Regions from separate parts of the Pan troglodytes genome. Here region 1 is linked to region 2. Evidence: chromatin contacts called from public HiChIP or PLAC-seq data. All regions are on one chromosome and are shown on one strand. Each heading gives the region's core, a stretch centred on a gene start, on an enhancer-like site or on the middle of the called end of the contact. The rest is flanking DNA. Distances are from core to core; before and after follow the strand shown. Region 1 holds the start of ATRIP (ATR interacting protein). Region 2 holds the start of CDC25A (cell division cycle 25A).

Region 1 (6,038 bases), core at 1,204-3,703, 270 kb before region 2:
GGCATGAGCCACCACACCCGGCTGAAACTCATAAATGATCCTTCTAAAACAACAGATCCTATTATTCTTTCCCTATCCTTCATCCAATTCCAAGAGTCTCATCTAAAGCCTGAGGAGATCTCATTGGCCAGAACTCAATGATCTATTTATTATTCAGTAATAGTTACTGACCATATGCAATACGCCAGGCATGTTAGGCTCTACAGGTACAATAGTGAGCAAAATTGATACTTCCTTACACTCACAGAGCTTAAAAGACATTCAACAAATAATCACACAGATAAATGTAAAATTACAACTGTGATTAAGAACTGCAGAAGAGAACAAATACAGGAAAGCCTATAATATGACAGCAATCTGACTTAAGTGGGATGATTGGAACATTTCCCTAGGGAAGACTTGAAGGAGCTGAGAGCTGAAGGACAAGTAGGAATTAACCAGATGAGTGGAAATGAATGAATGAAAAGTATACTCAATGTACAAAGACAGAACAATGTATAAAGTTCCTGTATTGTAAAGAAGCAGAGAGAATTCAAAGAATGTTAGTGCAGCCAGGACCCAGAGAGTGAGAAAGGGCCAAACCAGGCTGGGCCTTGCAGGCCATGTTAAGGATTTTGGTCTTCACACTAGAAGAAATAAGAAATTATTAAAGGGCTTTCATTAGGGGTGTTCATGGCTGGGTGCGGGTGGCTCATGCCTGTAATCTCAGCACTTTGGGAGACCAAGGCGGGTGGATCACCTGAGGTCAGCAGTTTGAGACCAGCCTGGCCAACATGGCGAAACCCCGTCTCTACTAAAAATACAAAAATTAGCCAGGCATGGTGGCGGGCACAAGTAATCCCAGCTACTTGGGAGGCTGAGGCTACTCGGGAGGTTGAGGCAAGAGAATCTCTTGAACCTGGGAGGTAGAGGCTGTGGTGAGCCAAGATGGCACCACTGCACTTCAGCCTGGGTGACAGAGTGAGACTCCGTCAAAAAAAAAAAAAAAAAAGGTGTTCACGTATATCTGTGTAAGACACAGCCAGATTTGAGTTTTGAAAAGATCACTCAGAATGTGATGTGAAGCCTCACTTGTAGGGAGTCAAGACTGGAAATGGGAAACCAATTTAGCAGACCATTGTTCAAGGGAGGACTCATGGTAACACAGATCAGGCAGTTGGTAGAAGCAATGTGAATAGGATAGATTCCAGAGAAGGATTAAGAAGGTAAGCTTGACAGGCTTTCCAAATAAATTAGATGTAGAGTCAAGGAAAGGGGAAGAGTCCCTTTGTGCCACTGGATGGAGAGTCGTGCTAGTTACTTCCTTGTGGAACATCTGGTCATCATTCTCTGAATGTCTGCTTTGCCGGCACCATGCTAGAAGTGCTGGAGGAGGACTGGGTTTCCAGGAAATGATCGTGTTGAGTTTAAGGTGCCTTGAGACACCCAAGTACAGATGCAAGGTGCACTCAAAACATTTCTCTTTCTGGGAGTCCTCAAGACTTCACTCACTCCTCAACTAGAATGTAAGCTCCATGAAGGACAGTTTTTGTATTTTGTTCATTGTAAGGTCAGCTGCAGTTCCTCACGTTTGGGCACCTAGCACAGTTTACTGGTTGTATAAAAGAATAAATTTATTTCATCTCTTGCCTGTGTCAGGCTCCTCCCATGCTCACACTGCCCAAGGGAGACAGTGGGCTTCATAAGATCTAAAGCCGCTCAAACTTGTCACAAGAATGGGTCCCCATGCATGGGTAGTGATGGTTCTGATGGTGGTGGTAGGTGTGTTCCAAGGATCTCTGCTTAGAACCAAGAACCAAGTGGCCTAAACTTTAGAAAATAAAGTAAAATGTCAACTTAGCCTTCTGTGTTTCAAATCGGCTGTTTGACCTGGCTAATGCATTTCCCCCTAAATTCAAAGGACCTTCTGGAAGACAACCGCTGCTTAAATCAGGGTGTTCCCATATTTTAAAAAGGCGAAAAGGCAGTGCTGGCCGCGAGGTTCCGAAGCCACAGCCATCAAGGGGATCTGGCGCGGTTGACAACTCCCTCCGAGCAAAAGGCCGCGAGGAGCACTCACTGGACACGTCCCGAGCCGCGGCCGGACATTGGCTCAGGGCCTGTGACGCGAGGGTGTCAAGCTCCTCCAGGTCGTCGGCAGTGAAGTCCCCATGCGCGCCGAACGGGTCGTCAGGGTCCGGGGCAGCGGCTGCGGAGAAGCCCCGGGCCCGCTTGCTCGGGGGGTGCCCGGTGCCCGGCGGCGGGCGGGGGCGAGGCGCCGGGGGCTCGCTCCGCCTCTTGCTGCCTGGCGCGGAGGTCCCCGCCATGCTTTCCGCTCACCCCAAGTATCCGACAGCGCCGAGTTAGACTTGCCTGCCGCCAGGCCGAAGAACTAGACCAACCGTCCGCGCGCCGCCGCTTGCCTCCGCAGCGAGTGCCCCGCCCCCGGCCCAGGGGCCAATCAGCTGGCAGGCGGAGGGCGCGGAGGAATGACGAACGTCCGAGCGCGCCGCCACACCCGGCCCCGCCCGGTGTTTAGAGGTCCACGGGCGGGACTCGGCAGGTTTGCTGCAAGGACTCGGTGCGGCGCGACCCGTTACCGGAGAGGCGGGCCGGAGGCGCACCAGCTCCGCCGCGCTGGTGGCTTTGCGCTCCCTCCCTGGCACTCCGTGGAGGAGGGCCGCGCAGGAGCAGCCTGCCCTAGCATTCACGCGTGTTGCGTTTGAGTCGAGCCAGGCATCATTCAGGGATGTGGTCTCCGTGACCTCGCTTTCCTTCTGCCGCCAGACCCACCTCCCACAAACCCCTAGGCTTTCTTGAGGAGAGTGGAATTTGTTGGGTGAGGAGTATGAATAGAGCTGTCGTGTGCAGACATCTTCGGGTTTAGTGAATGTTTCACATGTGTACATTTGAGGTAGGCCCAGGGAGGAGGAAAGTCCAAGGAGGAATGATGTTTGGAGCTGTTCTTGTGTGGGAGGGGGTGGGAGCTGCTCAGGCTGTTAACATCCATTCCTCTGAGTGCTGGACTGTTTTTTTTCCTAAGCTCTGGTTGTATAGAATAGGGCTCAGGAGGTCAAGGAAGTCCCCCTGTAAATGGCACCTGGGCTGTCCTACAAGTTGAGTCAAGTTAGCAGGATAGAGGGGTAGGAGGCTGACACATAAGACTAACACGAGAATTCTACATTGAAAGGGAGGCCACACAAAGGCCAGGTAACAGTTACCTGTGGCGAACAGAGGTAAAGCTTCACAAAGGAGCAGCAATTTGAGGTGGGCTTGCGTGCCTGACAGATTTTATTGGGCAGCTGTGGTGTGCAGAAGTTAGCCGCAATAGAGAATTTGGCAATGGAGAGTAACAGGAGCAAGACTCTTTCAGCCTTACCTGCTCAGTGCCAAACTTCACCTGTGAGTGTCCTGGGAATATTTGTGAAAGCATTAAATGAAAAGAGTAAATGAAAAAGAGAGTGCTATCAGGGCCTGTAATGTCTAAGGAGTTTAAAATTTTTTGGAGCAACTGGTAGTCTCCGTCAGATAGCTTCCCAAGTGTTGCATGCTTAATTGCTGCAGGACTCTGGTCCTGGAAAGAGACAGGACTGTTCATTTGTTAAAGAGGGATAGGTTCCACCAAGCACCTTGCTTTCAGGAAGTGTGAATCACTGGTGCTCAGGTTTGTTTTAGCAGCATACGGCTGGGTGCCAGCTAGCAAGGCCCCATAGGGAATGCCTGAAGCCTACTGAAGGGTGCTACTGGCTGTGCAACTTTCTGGAGAGGACCAACACAGGCTTCCCCCTGCCCCCTCTCCCGCGTTAATATCTAGTACATTAATCATGAAAGTTTTCAATATTCTAAAACCTAGTTTTGATTTAGCAGTCTCATAATGGTTCCAGAGCTCTCTTTGAAAATATTCTGAGAGAAAGCTGAGCATTATTAACATAATTGTATTAAGGGCCTGGGAGGGAAATCCAAATACTTGTGCTTCTGAATTAATTTTTTTTTTTTAAATACAGGGTCTTGTTCTGTCTCCCAGGCTGGAGTGCAGTGGTGTGATCTTGGCTCACTGCAGCCTCGAACTCCTGGGCTCAAGTGATCCTCCCACCTCAGCCTCCCAAATGGCTGGGACTACAGAAGTGCACCATCACACCAAGCTAAGCGTTTAAAAACATTTAGCACACATTATGGATGGTCTCTGTCTTTGCATTTAGTGAGGGGCAAGCGGTAGGTATGCCTGGGACTCCAGTCCTGGGCAGCAGGAGGTAGAGTGAGCCCCCATTTTGCCTCACCCCCAACCCCTTGCCTGGCACTGGCACCCCCTCCATCCACCAGCAAGTGGGCTGGGGCTTCCCGCAGCTGCTGCCCTGGACCTGTTTGGTGCGCATGGGGACTTCACTGCTAGCAACTTGAAGGATCATGTAATTTGCCCTGCCCTGCCTCTTCCACAGGAACTGTTCCCTGTTACATACCCCAGTGCCTGCATATAGCAGACGCCTTACATGAACAGATGAACAAGTCTCATCAAAATATACGGCAATTTGGATGTGACAACATAAAGATGGGTTTTCTTTTAAAAGCAAATTCTGGTCAGGCACAGTGGCTCATGCCTGTAATCCCAGCACTTTGGGAGGCTGAAGCAGGCAGATCACTTGAGGTCAGGAGTTGAGGCAGATCACTTGAGACCAGCCTGGCCAACATGGTGAAACCCCTCTCTACTAAAAATACAAAAAATTAGCTAGGCATGGTGGCGGGTGCCTGTAACCACAGCTACTTGGGAGGCCAAAGCAGGAGAATAGTTTGAACCCGGGAGGTGGAGGTTGCATTGAGCAGAGATCATGCCACTGCACTCCAGCCTGGGTGAGAGTGAGACTCCACCCCCTCCCCCACCAAAAAAAAGTGCAAATTCTTCCACTAAACTCATGTAAGGTATTCTGTCAGGTATACAACCACACAAGAACGCCATCCTTTCAAATGAGTTGGTTTAATTTCAGGTGATACAAAGTTTAGGGTAGAACAAGGACCAAAGAACAGACTCTGGCAAGATTCTGAGCTGGTTTTACTTTAAATTCACAGTTATGGTAGGAATGACTTAGTGAAAACAACTAAAGAGATGATGAGCCACTGTAAGATTTTTTTTTTTTTTTTTTACAAAAGTTTATTCTTAAATGTACAACAGCTCCAAGACAACACTTAATTCCAGCTATACGTGGCAAAAGATGTTATGGCAGGGAATAGAGAGGTTTAAATACAGATGAAATAAAGGGTCACCATCTCCTCAGGCACAAGGAACAGCTTACTTTTTGCCAGATTTCTTAATTCCACCTGTGGCTGCAAAAGAAAAATAGTCACAATTAGGGAAAAATATAGTTCTTACGGTAGAAGCCCCACGGGCCTGCTGTGGACCTTAGTAAAGCCTGGCTTTTGTATTGGGCATTCACTTTAACACAAGCATGGATAGCAGCTTCACTGATACTGTCTGTTCTAGGTAAAGGTAAAATGAGGATGAGACGGAGTACAAGCAGTGGCTGGCTGTGCACTGGTCTAGATCTACACTTCTGTATACTTCACAGATTGGCTTATTTAATCCTCATGCCATATCAACCCATTTTACAGAAAAAGAAGTCCTTTTTTTTTTTTTTTGAGATGGAGTCTTGCTCTGTCGCCCAGGCTGCAGTGCAGTGGCACGATCTCGGCTCACTGCAACCTCCGCCTCCCAGGTTGAAGCAATTCTCCTGTCTCAGCCTTCCGAGCAGCTGGGACCACAAGCCCTGGCTAATTTTTGTATTTTTAGTGGAGACGGGGCTTCACCATATTGGTCAGGCTGGTCTCGAACTCCTGACCTCAGGTGATCTGCCTGACTCAGATTCCCAAAATGATGGGATTACAGGTGTGAGCCACCGACCCCAGCCTTTTTTTTTTTTTTGGGAGATGGAGTCTTGCTTTGTCACCTAGGCTGGACTGCGGTGGTGCAATTTTGGCTCACTGCAGCCTCCGCCTCCCAGGTTCAAGCGATTCTTCATGCATGAGCCTTCCGAGTAGCTGGGACTAAAGGCGCATGCCACCATACCCAG
Region 2 (5,902 bases), core at 1,379-3,878:
CTCAATGCTGGTGCTCCCCAGATCCAGGGTCCTAAAAACCCTTTGTACATCCTCAATGGGCATTACCATCTTCATGCTAATCAACACCAAATCTGCCTCCTGACTACACCCCCCAGCCAGTCCACCAGCACAAAACTGAGCTCATCAAATTCCTCCAAGAAGTATGCCTCCAATTGTTGAAATGTTACATCCACCCAGGTACTTGAATCATTACCTAAGAATCATTCTAGCCTCCTCCCTTCCCTCTAGCCCCCTACAATCTTAACTCTCAATTATCAAAATCTGATGAGATCTACCTCCTTCAGGGCTGCCAGGATCATTCCCTTCCTTTGTCTCTAAGGCCCCCACCTTGCTTCAGAATCTCCCAGACTTTTGGGACAGCCACCTCCTTTTTCCTCAGGCCTCCCCACTCTCCTCCACTGATCCACCCTAAAGCAAATCTGATCCGGTTATCACACACCCTCCACTGTCCACAGGATAAGGCCAAACTCTTCAGCAAACTCCAGTCCTTTCAAGAACTGTCCCTCACAGCCACTCCCATGTGCCCATTCTAGAACCGACTGGATCAACTCAGGAGTAGCTCCCGGCAAGTACGGCGTTCCTCCTCACCTCCTGGCTGCCGAGGGCCGTTTCCTTAGAAAGCACTTCCCCCCAGCCCCAAGCTCCCCTTCTCCAGCAACCTTGACCTTTAGCTTTAATCTCCTTTAGGACGTGCCCCCCACCGTACTGCCTTCCCCAGTCCCCGCCCCTCCTCTAGGTGCCCACCATCCCTCCACAAACCACAGCTATTTTCATGGTAATAATTCCATTATTAGAAGGAGCTTTATGCTCAGCGGACCAGAGCTCCCTGAGAGCAGGGATTGTGGTATTATTTCAAGCACTGAATTTGTTCTAGTAATCCTTGAATAAACATATGTTGAATGAATGAATGCAGTAACAGGAATGTTGAGCCAAGTTTTGTTTTTGTTTTTTGAGAGGGAGTCTCGCTCTGTTGCCCAGGCTGGAGTGCAGTGGCTAGGTCTCGGCTCACTGCAAGCTCCGCCTCCCGAGTTCAGCCATTCTTCTGCCTCATCCTCCCGAGTAGCTGGGACTACAGGCGCCCGCCACCACGCCCGGTAATTTTTTGTATTTTTAGTAGAGCCGGGGTTTCACCATGTTAGCCAGGATGGTCTCGATCTCCTGACCCCGTGATCCGCCCGCCTCGGTCTCCCAAAGTGCTGGGATTACAGGCGTGAGCCACCGCTCCCGGCCTGTTGAGCCAAGTATTAAAACCACATAAAACACAGGAGGAGAGGAAAGTATTCAGAGATACGACAGAGAGAACTATTTGAAACAGTGGGACCACAGACCATGTGAACTGTGCAGAGAGGCCTAAATAGCCTGGGGTTTCTGGAGGGAAGGGAGGTTCCTGGGTGGTGGAGCACTGGTGCACAGAAAAGGAGATGAATCCTGAGAGAGAGGTTCCTCACTGTGAAGGGTCTGGTGTTGGGGCCAAAGGTTTGGGGTTTCCACCTGTCCAGCATGGCTTTTCAAACTGTAGGGTTTTTTTTTTTTTTTTTGAGTGGGGGGCAGGGGGTGTCTCACTTTGTTGCCCAGGCTGGTCTCAAATTCGTGGGCTCAGGCAATCCTCCCACCTCGCCCTCCCAAAGTGCTGGGATGATAGGCGTGAGCCACTAAGCCCAGCAGTAGGTTGCAATTAAATCATGCACTTATGGCCCTCAAAATCCGTCTAGGAGCTGCCACAGGTGCGGCGCTGTAAAAGTAAATATGCCCACTTAGAAAATAGGGATAATTCCTATGTCACAGAGTTGTAAAGATTAAATGAATTAATACAGATTAACACACTGGGAACAGTGTCAAGTGCATAAGCATTATGTAAACTTTAGCTATTATTTGCTATTATTGTGTTTGCTGTTATTTCTCTCTAGGAGCTCCCAGGGGGCTAAGAAGTGGTGGGAAAGAAAGAAATGATTCTAAGAGCATCCAATAAGGGCTAGAATGGAAGTGAGCAAAAAATGCTGAGGCCCACAGCACAGGTTGTACTGCGGGGTTCAAATCCCATGAGGCCAGCAGCACCCAGGGTCTGTGAGCCCTCCAGAGTTGGGCCCTGGTGGTCGAGTCCAGTCCTGGGGGTCATTGCATTCCCTCCCTCATTATAAAATGGGGCCTGGAGGCCCGGGGCAGAAGAAAGGGGTCCACAATACTGCACGGTTAGAGGCCGAGCCAAGGCTGGATCCGGCCAGACCTCCACAGGTCTTCCTTAGCCTCCACATTGCCTCAGAGTGTGGGGCGCCCGGCTGGGGGCGAGGTAGCGGAGGCCCAACGGGGGCCGAAGCTAACTGGACGGCAGCTCGCGATGGGAACTACGCTTCCCAGCATGCGACGGGGCAAAGGGGCCTTTCAGCCGCGAGCAGCGCCTCGCAGGTTCTGCTGGGAGTTTTCATTGACCTCTGATCCCCCTCTCATTTTGATCCGCGCTCTTCTGCTCTGGGCTCCGCCCCCTTCTGAGAGCCGATGACCTGGCAGAGTCCCGCGAGCCGCTTTCTTCTTCCCCTCTCATTGGCCCAGCCTAGCTGCCTTTCGGTTGCGAGGAGGAGAAGTTGCTTACTGATTGGTGGATTCCGTTTGGCGCCAACTAGGAAAGGGGGGCGGGGCAGCAGCTGCCCCCACTGAGCCGCTATTACCGCGAAAGGCCGGCCTGGCTGCGACAGCCTGGGTAAGAGGTGTAGGTCGGCTCGGTTTTCTGCTACCCGGAGCTGGGCAAGCGGGTGGGAGAACAGCGAAGACAGCGTGAGCCTGGGCCGTTGCCTCGAGGCTCTCGCCCGCCTTCTCTTGCCGACCCGCCACGTTTGTTTGGATTTAATCTTAAGGTTGCCGGCGCCCGCCCGCCCGCTGGCCTCGCGGTGTGAGAGGGAAGCACCCGTGCCTGTGGCTGGTGGCTGGCGCCTGGAGGGTCCGCACACCCGCCCGGCCGCGCCGCTTGCCCGCGGCAGCCGCGTCCCTGAACCGCGGAGTCGTGTTTGTGTTTGACCCGCGGGCGCCGGTGGCGCGCGGCCGAGGCCGGTGTCGGCGGGGCGGGGCGGTCGCGGCGGAGGCAGAGGAAGAGGGAGCGGGAGCTCTGCGAGGCCGGGCGCCGCCATGGAACTGGGCCCGGAGCCCCCGCACCGCCGCCGCCTGCTCTTCGCCTGCAGCCCCCCTCCCGCGTCGCAGCCCGTCGTGAAGGCGCTATTTGGCACTTCAGCCGCCGGGGGACTGTCGCCTGTCACCAACCTGACCGTCACTATGGACCAGCTGCAGGGGCTGGGCAGGTAAGGAGAGACCGGCGGGCGGTGCTCCAGGCCCCTGGCCTCGGTGTCGGCCTCGGGGAGATCAGGCCAGGAAACGGACCGGGAGAAGGGCGAGACCCGTCCGTCCGGGTTCGCCGCTCGGGGACAGCCGGGCTAGGGCCTGCCATGTGCACCCCCGCCTGGGCGGAATGTTGGGCGGGAGAGGCCGTCCGGACCTCCCAGGGGAAGAGGTGGAGATCCTCGGGCCTAAGCCCGAGCCAGGCCCACCTTCACCCCTTTCGGATTGCTCCGTACTCTCCTTCTATCTCTATCCCTGGAAGCTCTTTGGAATCTACCCCCGCGGGGAAAATCAGGCTCTTCTAGGCACTCACTTTCACCCTTTGCTAAACCATCCTCAGGATCTTAGTTTGCTGTGATCTTTGTTCCTTCTCAACAAAGGACCATGGCATTTTCTTTCCTGGCGTTTATGTAAAATCATCTCAGTCCCTCGCCCTGTGCACATTCCTGATGTCCACTCTGCTGCTTTCCTAAGGCCAGGTCTTTTTACCCAACTTTCAGAAAGCTTCCTGGGCTTTTCCTGATAGCAAAAAATGCATCCCACGGTGTTTCCCGCGGAAGAGCTACTTTCCCTTCAATCTCTGGCATCCCGTTTGCTAAGCACATGTCTTGTGCGTTTCCCAACTTCTGAAAAGCACAAAGTGTCCTGTTCAACTTTCATCCCGACTCTGTCTCAGTACTTAGAACACATGCTTTTATTTTAGGAAATACCCCAACATTTGCCATAGCCATCATAACCTGCAATGTGGTCCAAGGCCATGCCCACCCACTCCTTTTTTCTCCTTTGCCCAAGTGCTAATTGGGTGTTCAGAGTGGCAAAGTGGGATCTTTGCCACTTGTGGTGTGGCCTAGAAATGGTTTCTGGCAGCCTGGCTGCTTCTTAATCTCATGGCCTATCTCCTGCATGTGACCTTTTAATTATATCCTATAAATCATTCATGGTTTATTTCTGTTGGTTTCAGTGATTATGAGCAACCACTGGAGGTGAAGAACAACAGTAATCTGCAGAGAATGGGCTCGTCCGAGTCAACAGATTCAGGTATTTAAGTCTGCTGTGTGGGGAGCAATACTCTGAATTTCCTGAAACATGCCTTTTCACCCAGGAGGTTAGTTTTGGTGAGAACTTGAGGAAGTCATGGCATTGGGTGATAAACTTTTTTTTTTTTTTTTTTTTTGAGACGGAGTTTCGCTCTTGTCGCCCAGGCTGGAGTGCAATGGCATGATCTCAGCTCACTGTAACCTCCACCTCCCGGGTTCAAGTGATTCTCCTGCCTCAGCCTCCCGAGTAGCTGGGATTACAGGCAGCACCACCACACCCGGCTAATTTTGTATTTTTTAGTAGAGACAGGGTTTCTTCATGTTGGTCAGCCTGGTCTCGAACTCACAACCTCAGGTGATCAGCCTTCCTTGGCCTCCCAAAGTGCTGGGATTACAGCGTGAGCCACCGCGCCCGGTGATAAACATTATTGAGAACAATATAAAGGAGCCCTTGTGGCTGTTTATGAAGAAAGGAAATAGGTTTCAAATGTCTATAAGGAGGTGGTGTGTGCTTGCCCTTGAAGGATGGGTAGTAAAGTATAATTCACCATACCACTGTAAGTGGCATTCAGGCAATCTTACTGGTTAAAATACAGGGTCAAATGATTGGAAGTACAGTGTCATGAAATCATTTCAGTGATGCTGCTATGGAGGAAATTGCCAGTGCATTTCATTCTTCATGAATTCATATTACTGCAGAGTTTATCTGTATTTGTACAGATAAGACCATTGGTGCAAAGATCCTTTAGGTTAAAGGAACTGCAAGAGCAAGTCTTAAAATGTAATGTAGCCTTCTGTATGTAGAATGTAATTTAATATAGAACTGGGGATAGGATTATCACTTGTAGCAGTGTGGTGAGCAAGGGCTGTAACACCTCACTTTCCATAAGGCTGCATAGACACATGAGCTATGGGTGGGTGGGTCTGCGTCATCTGAGCTGGCATATAAGTAATGCTGAACAGTGTCTCCTTCACCCTGCTGCCTTTTGTGAGATGGACACCTTGGTGTCATTTTGTTAAAGGCAGCAAGTGCTTGCCTTGCATGTCATGACCAGTAGTTGTATTTTTCTTTTTCATTTTGAGACAAGGTCTCAACTCTGTCACCCAGGCAACCTCTGCCTCCCAGATTTAGAGAATTCTTCTGCCTCAGCTTCCCTAGTAGCTGGAATTACAGGTGTGGGTCTCAAACTTCTGATCTCAGGTGATCCACGCACTTCGACCTCCCAAAGTGCTGAGATTACAGGGGTGAGCCACTGCACCTGGCCTTTTTTTTTTTTTTTTTTTTTTGAGACAGGGTCTTGCTCTGTTTTCCAGATCTCAGGCTGGTGTACAGTGGCACAATCAGGCAATCAGGGTTCACTGTAGCTTCAACTTTCCGAGCTCAAGCGAACCTCCCACTCCAGCCTCCCCAAGTAGCTGGGACTACAGACATGTGCCACCACACCCAACTAATTTTTTTTTTAATTTTGGTAGAGTCAAGTCTCGCTATGTTGCCCCAGGCTTGTTTTGAACTTGTGGCC

Evidence for each region. HiChIP or PLAC-seq counts read pairs in DNA pulled down with a chosen protein or histone mark.
Region 1: an H3K4me3 HiChIP or PLAC-seq map of stem cell-derived excitatory neurons shows a contact between it and region 2, with 3 times the contacts expected there. The contact joins the promoter of ATRIP here to the promoter of CDC25A in region 2. A contact is called at or near these places in 1 of 7 Hi-C or Micro-C datasets (stem cell-derived neural progenitor cells) and 1 of 1 datasets of contacts at active chromatin or transcription factors (stem cell-derived excitatory neurons).

The regions. Positions count from the first base shown.
Region 1 is chr2:52,472,124-52,478,161 of NHGRI_mPanTro3-v2.0_pri, reverse strand. It overlaps ATRIP (ATR interacting protein), which reads right to left and starts at 2,453. Exons shown (of 12, transcript XM_063805739.1): 1 at 2,353-2,453. It overlaps TMA7 (translation machinery associated 7 homolog), which reads right to left. Exons shown (of 4, transcript XR_002943114.3): 4 at 5,097-5,295.
Region 2 is chr2:52,206,073-52,211,974 of NHGRI_mPanTro3-v2.0_pri, reverse strand. It overlaps CDC25A (cell division cycle 25A), which reads left to right and starts at 2,628. Exons shown (of 16, transcript XM_009445387.5): 1 at 2,628-2,716; 2 at 2,871-3,308; 3 at 4,307-4,383. The coding sequence starts at 3,139.